2 separate regions of the Zea mays genome follow, and region 2 is linked to region 1. Evidence: chromatin contacts called from public Hi-C data. All regions are on one chromosome and are shown on one strand. Each heading gives the region's core, a stretch centred on a gene start, on an enhancer-like site or on the middle of the called end of the contact. The rest is flanking DNA. Distances are from core to core; before and after follow the strand shown. Region 1 holds the start of LOC100282073 (AT-hook protein 1). Region 2 has its middle 20 kb from the start of LOC103637709.

What was found. A called contact is a pair of places that touch in the nucleus more often than the background predicts.
Region 2: a contact with region 1 is called in a Hi-C map of endosperm, with 3 times the contacts expected there. The contact joins the enhancer-like site here to the promoter of LOC100282073 in region 1. A contact is called at or near these places in 2 of 25 Hi-C or Micro-C datasets (ear and endosperm).

The regions. Positions count from the first base shown.
Region 1 is chr1:101,447,934-101,453,998 of Zm-B73-REFERENCE-NAM-5.0, forward strand. It overlaps LOC100282073 (AT-hook protein 1), which reads left to right and starts at 2,507. Exons shown (of 6, transcript NM_001154986.1): 1 at 2,507-2,760; 2 at 2,837-3,579; 3 at 3,675-3,727; 4 at 4,725-4,856; 5 at 5,367-5,528; 6 at 5,633-6,065. The coding sequence starts at 3,012. The coding sequence ends at 5,971. LOC103637704 (protein FAR1-RELATED SEQUENCE 5-like) reads right to left here and starts at 2,283. Exons shown (of 5, transcript XM_008660389.1): 1 at 1,979-2,283; 2 at 1,793-1,891; 3 at 106-1,711; 4 at 1-32. The coding sequence starts at 2,101.
Region 2 is chr1:101,687,939-101,694,003 of Zm-B73-REFERENCE-NAM-5.0, forward strand. No RefSeq gene overlaps it. Among protein-coding and RNA genes, the nearest start is that of LOC103637709, 20 kb to the right of the region's middle. Within about 2 kb of position 2,488, at least 18 of the 20 cell types and tissues checked have an H3K27ac peak or open chromatin away from gene starts, as enhancers often do. A contact at or near this core is called in ear and endosperm, where this site is marked.

The DNA of each region.
Region 1 (6,065 bases), core at 1,257-3,756:
AAATACTTTGAAGGCATGCTTGCACAATATACCTATAAGATATGAAAGTTTTGGTTAGCAACTTGTATTAGAACCAAAACTATAGTTTCAAATGAAAATACATACCTATGGATTCAAACTTCCTGCAAGAACATGTAATGGTCAAATCTGCAACATTGAATGTTACTGTTGCTCCATAATTTGAATGCATATGTGTAACCATGAATGTTGATATTGACCCCTCAGATTGTAACAATTTACATGAATATGAAAACTGACATTTAAATTCTTCCTCAAACTCCATATACATCCTCCTTGTATATGATTCAGCAGCATACTTCAACAAAGGTAAATTTTGGATGTAATTAACTGGATTCTTCATACGTGATTTGAAATCTTCATCCAACTCATTTTCGCGAAGAGAAGCAGAAACCTTCTCGCATTCGACGATGAGTTCGGAAAGCCCAAGTTTCCTACGGAATCTCTTCTTAAATACATTATTCATACCTTCACTCCTTTGAGTAGTTGTCATATCCGCTGTAAAAGAGTCACGATAAACAGCAGCCCACTTTTCTCTTAAATTATATAGATTTAGCATCCACAAGTTCTCCTCAAGGCTATATTCAATCAACAGTTCATTCCACTTCCTTTTGAAACAATCCTCTGATCTATCTTCATAGACACAATTTTTAAATGCAGGTAGAAACTTCTTAGGATGGTTATGAATGATATGACTTAGATGTTTAGCGGCATTAAGATAAATATGCCATAAACAAAGTCGATGTCTTGTATTTGGGAACACATAAGCAATTGCACATGCCATGGCTGCATCTTGATCAGTGAAAATTGTACTTGGATGTTTCCCTGACATTGCTGTCAAAAAGGTTTGAAAGAGCCAAACAAATGATTCAATAGTTTCATTAAATAACAGTGCAGCCCCAAAGACTATTGTCTGCTTATGATGGTTGGTTCCAAGTAGTGGAGCAAAAGGCATTTCAAACTTATTTGTTTGAAATGTGGTGTCAAATGAAACATCATCTCCAAAGCATGCATAATCTAATATAGATTGACCATCAGCCCAAAAGAAATTAGCTATCCGACCATATTGCTCACCTTCTTCCAAATCTATTTCAATGGCATAAAAAAATGCATGATCCTCTATTTGCTTATTCTTCAAGTATTCCAATAGTGTTTGTGCATCATTGGATTCTAAATATTTCTTTCGTTCGCGACCGATCTCATTATTACAATCCATCCTCGAGAATGGAACTTTATCAGCACCTCCATAAAATTGCTTCATAAATTCATACACTTGCGTTGGTCTCATTCCAGCTTCCCGTATTTGGCTAATGAGTTGTCTGTCCGCTTCAATAACATGTCGTTGGGACCTTAACTTGTGTGCCTTGTTCGGACTAGCGAGGGTATGATTGTGTTCAAGTTCAACTTTTTGCACTGTCCAAACCCCTTCCCTGCTAATGCTAAACTGGACACGAGCTTTGCAACCTGTCCTTGTAGTTGATTGTGATGGCTCATTTTTTCTATTACCTTGGTTGCTGCAAACTATATGTTTCTGAAATATAGTTTTATCTGGTCGACGTCTTGTATCACTCTTTCTAATACTAAACCCAACCATACATGCATAAGCATTGTACATCTCATAAGCTTCTTTCTCAGAGTCAAAATACATTCCTACTTTAGGAACAATCACAGCTGGTCCAACTGGATCAACCTTCTATTGCAAAATACGTTTAGAATAAAGTCACGTTACAACAGTACGGAAATTTATTGCAAAATACGTTTAGAATAAAATCACCTTATATGTCACCACTTCTGGAATCGTGTTCTCCTTGCCTTGAATGTTAGTATCGATAGCGCCAACAATATTTACTTCGGTGTTTATACACTCAATGTTCTATGCAAATGTGGGAATTACAGTCAAATAGACAAACTAAATAGACGGAAAAAGTACAATGATCAAAAGAACTAATGATGACAGTACCTGCAGTGTCGCCTCTTCATGATCAGATGGATCGACGATTTGGGTAGGGACGTCACATAGCAAGGGTTGCAGCTGGGACATGATATTCGTGGTGGCGGCGGCAGGATCGCTGTACTCTTCCATGGATGCAATCGTCCCTCTAGGGCTGTGTGTTTGCGGTACGCAAGGAATGGCGGCGCTCGTTTGTGTAGGGCATGAAAAAAAGTAGATGGCTTATTTGCTTGTACGGCTGGCAGCTGGCTCCAAACGTTGGCTCCTTTTAACATTAAATTAGTGTGGCCAGCCGATCCGAAAGATTGCTTTGAGATTAATAAATGAACACGTGGCATCAATCCGGTAAGTGCTGCACAGATATCGCTCTGCAGCACGCATGTATGGAATTTTTTCCCTCGAGGTCGAGCTACTACCATCCATCTCTCCCCATTGCATGCGAAACAAGAAAGCAAGAGGCCAAGAGGAGCAGAGTGAGTGAGTGGCGTTTGGTGTGAAATGTGGACTTGGACCTGGAAGGAGGACGAAGCGGGTCATGGAATGGTGATGGACCTGCTGCTTGCTCCCCTCCCTGCCGATCTCTAATCACTTTGCCCCTAGGTACCGTACAGGCGTGCGCGCGGGGCATCAGACACACCTCCCCTTCCTAACTTCCACCAAATCTCCCTCCCTACCGTGCTTTCCGCTTTCCTCCCTTGATTTTTTTTATCCGTCTCCTAGCTCCAGATTTTAAAAATTATCTCTTGTGAGCAACTCATAGCTAACTACTACTAGTAGCTGAGACTAAAAGGGTGTGCTCTCTCGCTTTTAATCTCCATGTTACCGCTAGTGCTCTAGTCTTACCTAGCCTTGCTGAGCCCCTTGCAGTGCTGGGAGGAGAAGGACAAGGTCTCTGATCAGCTCAGCTTGTCTGGTCAAAGCTGAGAGCCTCGTTGTGCTGTGAGTGCAAGCTCGACCGACAGGACCCCTGCCACTGTGAAGCACAGCGTCAGCGGCGACAAGACGAAGGGGCGGAAGCTGCCAAGCCGATAGATCTACGCAAATGGAGACCAAGGACGTGTCGCCGCTCGCCGCCGCCACCACCACCACCGCGGCGCCCGTGCCTGCACCGACCTCTCAACCGCCTCCGCCGGCCCCTTCTTCTATGGCGCCGCCGCAGCACCAGCACCAGCACCATCCGCCGCCGCCGTTCGCGCAGCAGGCGGCCCCGGTTCCGTCGCCTGCCGCGTCCATGCCCGGCGGCATGCGGCTCTCGTTCGACCAGATGTCCGGGAAGGCGCCCGGGGAGCAGCACCACCACTCCGCGCCCATGCTGTACACGGTGCCACCACCGCAGTCCGCCGCGGGCGCGGGCGCACCGGGGGCCAATGTGCTGGGCATGGGCGAGCTGATGCGCAAGAAGCGCGGCCGGCCGCGCAAGTACGCGCCCGACGGGAGCATGGCTCTGGCGCTGGCCCCCATCTCCTCCGCCTCAGCCGGCGGCGCCGCAGCCCCCGGACAGCAGCAGCACGGCGGCGGGTTCTCCATCAGCAGCCCCCCGTCCGACCCCAACGCCAAGCGCCGCGGCCGGCCTCCCGGCTCTGGCAAGAAGAAGCAGTTCGAAGCCTTGGGTACATGTTTCTCTCCCGTGCTAAAATCCCTTCGTACATGCTTCTTGCGCGCGCCCTATCTCACCAGTGCTGTGCTCCTTTCTTCGCTCGTGCAGGCTCCTGGGGCATCGCCTTCACCCCTCACATCCTCACCGTCAAGGCCGGCGAGGTAAGATTCACAGATCTTGTTCAACTTTCAAAACTTTTGTTGCATGCATCCTTGCCGGCTTGCCGTCGCTGGTCGTATGGCGTAGATCTGCGAGTCGGCGCATCTCCTCTATGAAGGCCAAGTCATGTATGGTCGTAGGGAGTACGCATGTCATGTATGGCTTCTTGCCAGAAGGCCAAGTCACCTGTGCTTGCTGTGACCTTTGTGCTCTGTTCTGCCATGCCGTTGGGAAGCCCGGCAGGCTGTGAGCTCGCGTGGCGTGGGTGTTCGTCAGATTCCCGGCACAGCTACCAGTTGACCGGGCCCACTGTCAGTGGTGGCAAGCTGGTACTAGTGGGTGATGCACTCGTTGTCATTCCGGATTCTGACTGAGACTCTGGTGCTGCCAGTACCAGCCTGAATCCTGCGGTGTAGAATACGACGAGGGGCTCCAGGCAGCTGGCACCTTTTGGTTGTGCAGTCCTCACTCGAGTCTTGACTCTTGTGGGTGAGGACATGGACTGTGCAGGGTAGCTGGGCGAAAGGGTTGCTTATGCTGATCAAATTACTCCATGGAAGCAAACATTATATATTAGTTGCCTTCTAACGTCATTGTGTTTGTGAATCATGATGGTTGATCTAATTTGGAAGCATGGATGCAGCATACTTCACTGGTGTTTGCTAACTTTATTATTAATTAAATTGATGGATATCGAATAGTAACCTAAATTTACTTTTACTAGATGTTTGAATTGGATTAACTGTGTGGCTTGTGCATCTTGATCGACTAATCTGTACTGTAACTGAATTTGACATTCATCTCTCTGCTTCAACATTTGCTCTCAGCTAGCTGCTTAGAATTCTTGCTGCAAGCTGTTCGCTAGCATGGTGCAAGGCCAAGCCATGCAAATTGGTCACGCCTTTTTATTTCTTTATGGCTATGAAGTTATTTCTTCATTTATTGGCAGTGGGTCAGAAACTTGGATTCCTGTTCTAATATCTGCTTCTTGCCTGACAGGATGTTGCTTCAAAAATAATGACATTCTCACAGCAAGGCCCTCGCACAGTCTGCATCCTTTCCGCGAATGGTGCAATTAGTAATGTTACACTTCGGCAGCCAGCCACATCTGGTGGACTAGTTACTTATGAGGTATGGTCTTCTACTGCTTTCGAGTGAGTGGATGCATATGTATCTTCTTTTGAGAATGGTATCTGAATGTCATGAGGTTTTCTACAATCCTCCATAGAATAAGTCATTGGTCATCTTGTACTTTGTACCTCTTCTAACAATCTGCTGGATTGATGAGAGTGCCACCTGGTTGGTGGGAAACATTGGCTTTCAGTTAAGGAAGGACTATATTGTTGTTAGCTTCTTTTTCCTGACTTTGGTAATCTCAAATGGATCCACAAGCACATCAATTGACTTTCGGTTCACCTAATAATTTTTAGCCTAGTGTTTGGATTTTAATTGGATTGCGACTTTGATGCTAAGGTTGGGTACTTGGATGCCATCTGGCAAAGTGTTTGATACATGTTATACCACCTTAGAAACAATAGTGCCTGTGAAACTAACATAGATGCCCTGAGCAATTAACTATACAAGTTGCGCCTGCTGTTCATTGCCACACCTGACAATGCTATGTACATTTTCTTCTGGCAGGGGCGCTTTGAGATAATCTCGCTATCTGGTTCTTTCCTGCTTGCGGAGGATGGTGATACTCGCAGCAGGACTGGTGGCTTGAGTGTCGCACTTGCAGGATCTGATGGCCGAGTTCTTGGAGGGTGTGTTGCTGGAATGCTTATGGCTGCAACTCCTGTTCAGGTCTGATACATTTGGGTTTTCTTCCTCATCCCAGCTGACATCTGTTCGATTGCTTTATGCCACTGATCACTTGGTATTCCTACCTGTGTCTGATTGGTCATCAGGTTGTGGTGGCTAGCTTTATCGCAGAGGGAAAGAAATCAAAGCCAGCGGAAGCACGGAAGGTTGAACCGATGGCTGCTCCTCCACCGCAGATGGCTACCTTTGTTCCACCTCCGCTGGCCACCAGCCCTCCATCGGAGGGAACATCCAGCGCATCATCTGATGACTCTGGCAGCCCAATCCACCACAGTGCGATGCCGTTCAGCAACTCCAGCCAGCATCAACACCCTCACCAGCACCAGCACCAGCACATGCCGCCTGCCTACGCATCCGGGGGTTGGTCCCTCTCAGTGCACCAGCAGAATAGGCATGATTCTGACATGAAGATGATGTCGAACTAACAGTGCTCAACCTAGGCGTCCCATTTGTTGGTTGGGCTGGAGAGGAAGGAAGCTGCTGATGGTTGGTACTGCCGCTATGAAATGGTCTTCTTGC
Region 2 (6,065 bases), core at 1,238-3,737, 240 kb after region 1:
TGTATACGCAAACAAAAAACCGTTAATCTCTACCAAAATTAAAATAGTTTGACTAAGCTATTTGCAACTGCATTATGCAACAATCCAGCATCGGACACCATTTTTTTAACACAATATGCATGCATGCAACGTGGTAAGTCAATCAACAGTGGTCGTCACGTGCACAAGTGTCAGGTCGTAGCGCTTTGATTGCGGATAGAGGACGAACAGTATTTCTCTACATATAGCGGCTGAAGCAGAGACTCCAAATTTTAGAGTGTCTTTTAGGGTTCCTTGTTGGGTGGATAAAGGAGCACAATATCCTCTAAATTTAGAGTACAAGTTGTTTTACAGTTCGTTGCTGGAGAGAGTCTTATTGTTGCAACGCTGATACAGATGAACTTTTGTTCGGTATACATGTAGTGGTTGAAAATTTATACACTATATTAATAAGCTAAGCTCTTATATTCTAAATTATAAGTCATTGTTTTACCTCTAAATTGTTATATATTCAAACATACGTTATATTTAGATATATAGTAAAATCGATGTATCAAAAAAGATCAAAGCTGGAGGAAGTATATAATAATGTAATCGTATACTCACCCTATCCCCGAATAAATATCGTTACAGTATTTATGACAGTCGGCCTTTTTAAAATTGAACTAAATTTACAGAAAATATTAGTGATATTTTTATCTTTAGATAAATTTATTAAAAACAATTCAATGGTATATAAATATAATGATACTAATTACATACTATTTTTTGTATATGTTTAGTAAATATTAAAGGTCGTTTGACAACTTATGAAACGACACCAATATTTATTTTGAGACCGTGGGAGTATGTAGCAGATCTGAACTAACAGCACGTCACTAGCTCATCCTATCATTCGTCATCGATGATCGCACGTCTTAGGCTCTGTTCCAATCTCGCGACATAAATTTTAGTAGCTTTTTTTAGCTACTTTTAGCCATTTGTAATCTAAACAGAAAAGCTAATGGTGGTAATTAAAGCTAAACTTTAGCACTTCAATTCATATAGCTAAAATTTAGCAAAAAGCTAAAGATTATTTCGTGAGATTGAAACGGGGCCTTATACGGTGTCGTCGGCTGCCGAAAAGATGGATGCAGCGAATAGGCGATAGCTAGCGTCGTCGAGGACGCCGCTGCATGCATGCTTGCGCACTTCATTTGAAAACGGTAGTAAACAATATTTATTTGATTATTAGCTTTTTTAGTCATTTTTTATTGCGAATAAACAGGATATATAATTTTATATTCTTGTTTTTAATATTTAGCTTATAAAGATTTATAAAATATAAACATCAAATTTATTCTATATTTTCTCAAACGATATATAAAAAATTCGGCATGGATTCTGAAGTCATTTGGATATTTTTTTAAAATGATATATATATATATATATATATATATATATATATATATATATATATATATATATATATATATATATATATATATATATATATATATATATATATATAGTTTGGTATGGATTCGGAAGTCAATTGGATATTTTTTACCTTTTTGACATAGAAAGCAAATAATATATAAAATAATTTATATAATATTTTATTATTATTTATAATAATGAACTTGATAATAAGAAAAAAATAAATATGAAATTATATACAAATATATTTTAAAATATTAAATTTGTTCAAGGAATTATCACTTTCACCCATTTCCATCTCGGCAGCTCGATCTCAACTCACCCGTACGTTCGGGCCCGGCCGCATGCGTGTATGCATCAATGCATGCATCCATGCAAAAACAAAGCGCCCGGCCTAAAGTACCGTGCGTCTCTCTCTCCACCCTACAGTTGCAGGCCGTGTGGGCGTTCCATTCCTTTCCCATGATTAGTGTTGGAAATTGGGCCAGACCGGACCAGGCTCAAGCCTATTGTGCTTAGTGTCAAATGAGTTTGGACCAGAAAAGCCCAAAATACTTTTGAGCCGTGTCGTGCCAGTCCAAAGTGTAAAAACAGTGGCCCAACCCGGCCCTAAATCACGTCGTGCCTTCGTTGGACCATGCCGGTCCAAGCCCGGCCCATATATTTGACCACATAAAATCAAAATATTACACCATATAAAGTTTATAGCTTACTAAATTAAAGATATTAAACAATTCTAGCATCATTTAACCACACAAACTCCAAATATAACAACAATATAAAGTCGATATCATACTAAGTTAAAGAAATTAAACAGATTGAGTTTAATTGGGCCGTGTCAGCCCAAGCCCGACCCATCTATGCGGGCCGTGCCGGGGGCCCGATGGACTGAAATTTGAGACTCGGCTCAGACCTGACTTCGGGCCGTGCTAGCTCGACCCATATTATTTCGTGTCGGACCGTGCTTTAGACTCGTATTTTAAAGTTGTGCTCGTGCTAGCTAAAAAAACCCGACCCATATTGCTAGCACTACGCATGATCGCATCTCACTCCTACGGTTCCACCAGTCCACCACAGAGACGTTGTTTGGCGCGTCCCAGCGGATTCGCGCGCGCCAGGCCTAGGCGCTGCCTCCTGCACGCTGCGTGGGGTGGACGGATGCTTCGAGAAGAAGGCAGATTGGCAGGCGGCCACGCATCGGGCAGGCGGCACGGCGCGAGAGCTAGCCGGTGGGGTGAGGGTTAGTCTCGAGACTCGAGAGTCGGTAGACGACCGTTTTCGATTTCGTCTATGGTAAAAAAATATAAAAACGAAAATGATTTTAGCGTTTATTTGTAACCGTTTTTATCCTGAGTCCGGCAGGGCCGTGACGAGAGACACCAATATCGCAGCTGGTACGTGCACTCCGTGGATGGTGCACTGGGCGACCGACGCTGGAGTTGGTGAATAATGCTCGACACCATCATAACTAGTACTTAGACGTCGTTTGGTTCGATAGGATTTTTTATCAGATAGTAACATTTATTCGATACAGATCCAAACGTTAGATACTTTTACGTCCTAGATTGTGTGCCACAAGACAGAATCTGATTTATCAACCTTATGTTAGATAATTTTTGGGTAATGTGCACAGCCTAGATTGTAAAAATTCGCTAGTTCCCAAATGCAACCTTATCACATCAGAGAAAGCAAGTAGTCTTTCACACACAAAAATGTAAATAGTTCAACAGCATTATGCATACAGATTCTACACACAACATTATGCGTTCATCGTATAATCCCTTCATCTTAAAATAGTATTTATTTTAGTTTCAATTTTTATATTTATATTTAATTAGATGATAATAAATATAGATATATATATAATACATATACTAAGTATTATATGAACTACTGAAAAACCAAAACAAATTTTATTTTGTAACAGAGCCAGTATTAATTTATGATGCCCCGCTTGCACCAAGTTTTTAACATGCCCGGTGTACCACCTTACCGCCCTCGGCCGGCAAATATCATACTCCTAGTCCTAACAAAGGTTGTGCCATCTCAATTCTCAACAGACCCGTGTCACACGGCATCAGCTAGCCGCCTAGTTATGTGATCTGCCACTGAATACCTTGTGAAACACGCTGTTGAATGAGAAATTTGTAACCGGATGATGCAGGGCTGCAGGGGCAGACAGAATGACCTGATAAGAAAAGAAGAAGGGAAGCCGATCAACAAAAATGCATATAAAGCATATTTGTGATGCATAAAACTAGAAGTCCAGAAATTAAAACACAAGCCAAGGTCAACTAGCCGCATGGAGGAAAGAGTTTGTTTGGATTTGTCTCCTACTAGATAGGATAAGTCAGTTTTATTAGGCTAAACAGTTTCCTGTTGTTTAGGCTAGAATATTTCCCGTTATTTAGATTAAATCAGTTGTTGCATGCTCGATCAGAAGGCTTATATAAGCCTACTGTACGCTACAGTAAAGAAGAGGCAAAAAAGAATTCTTCATTACTTTTCTGGTTTACTTGTCATTATTTCTTTCTCTGTTTTCCTTTGGTGTTTTGCCGAGAAAAACACCCGAAATCATCTCCGCGAAAGTGAGATCCATCCAATCCAATTATCGCTGTTGTTTGCTTTGAAAGATTGATTCATAGCAACAGATTTGGCGACTCCGCTGGGGAACGATTTATAATCGTTTCACGGCGGCAAACTGCTGGTGATTGGCGTCCTCATCGCCAATCATAGTCGGGGCTATGGAGGACAAGACAGCGAAGAAAACGGCGCTAGACAAATCTGAAGTTCATCCCTTGAACGTGATCAAAGTCACGATGGAAGATCTTACAGAGGTAGACAGGAAGGAGATTGAAGAAGAAATCGCACGAGAGATGGAAGAGAAACGGAACGAGAGGTTGGCTTGTTTCCGAAAAACCAAGAATGGTGTGATCAAACAGACCATTGGGGCAAGCACGTCCGGCAAAAAGGTAAGTTCATCTGTCACTTGCGAAGAGCTAGCTCACATGATTGATACTTCTGTAGCTAGCAAGTATGGGGCTGATGTCACAGAAATTACGCGTATGATTTCTGAGGGAGTACGTAATTCTTTCGATGTGTTTAGATCTGAATTTAAGCAAGATATAAGCAACAACATGCCTAGACAGATTCGATCTATAGTTCAACAGATACAAGAAGAGAGTCAGGGTAAACGTGCAGCGAATTCACCAGACACGTCTAGCTTCGGCATAGCAGTTGCACCCAACACCATAGATGCATCGGCTAAGGGTACGAGTGGGAGTGCAGTAGCAAATTCTAATCTGCAGCAGCCATATTACCAAAGTGTGGCTTATGGACCATTTATTAATCCCATAGGAAACGGAGTGCCGCAAGGATCTGTACCAAACAGGCATGTGGCAGGGGCGCAGGGAGCATTGTGTTCGACCCCTTTTATGACACCTGTGACTTATGATGGTGAAGCATTTGAAAATGTTAGGGAGCAGGTAGCAAGGACGCTTAGGGAATTTGGTTTTGAGCCTAAAGGGCATACTAGATCCTATAAGAAGCCTTACCCAGAATTTTTTGATACAGTGCCATATCCTCGGGGTTTTAGAATTCCAGATTTTGTGAAATTTTCGGGAGACGATTCAAAAACCACCTATGAACATGTAGGACAATACTTGGCACAAGTAAATGATATAGGTATAACTGATGCCCACAAAGTTAAATTGTTTCCTCTATCATTGTCCAGCACTGCCTTCAATTGGTTTACATCTTTAGCACCGAATTCAATTAGTACTTGGGCGTGTTTGGAGAAAAAATTTCATGACTACTTTTATTGTGGTGAGACTGAGCTTAGGTTATCACATCTTACTACAGTCAGACAGAAATATAATGAGACTGTTTCTGAGTACATTAAAAGATTTAGGGAAACTAGGAATAAATGTTATAACTTAACTCTAGGGGAAAGGGACTTGGCCGATTTAGCTTTTGCAGGGTTGTCGTCTTATCTGAAGGAGAAGTTAGAGGGGCAAGACTTTAACGATATAAACCAAGTTATGCAGCGCGCTATCACCCATGAAAATCGTGTTAGGGATAAACAACAATATAGCCGATTTAGAGACACGAATAGTAGGGAAAAGGAGAAACGTGAGGTTAACATGTTGGAGCCCAATACTGATAGTGATGAGGAGACAGATGTATGCGTGGCTGAATGGGTAGATGCGCCAAAGGGTAGGCCTATGGCGTGTACTTTTTTAAAGCCAAGTCCAGGGAAAAGGGAAGAAATGAAATATACATTTGATGTGTCCAAGTGTGATAAATTGTTTGACATCTTATTACAGAATAACATCATTAGATTAAGGGAGGGGCATGTTATTCCACCCCCTGAGCAATTGGCTAAGAAAGATTATTGTAAATGGCATAATTCATTTTCTCATTCTACTAACGAGTGTAATTATTTTCGCCGTCAGATACAATCGGCCCTGACTGATGGACGATTGACATTTGGAGAAGCTAACAAAATGAAGCTTGATAAAGATCCATTCCCTATCAATGTAATTGATTTCGAGAGCAAAAGAGTGTTAGTTCGGACAGATCAGGCCGAAACTACTAAAGGCAAGAATGTGGTTATCTCTGATGATCTCAAACTCAAGATGATAATACCAAAGAGTCCGGAAGTTGGT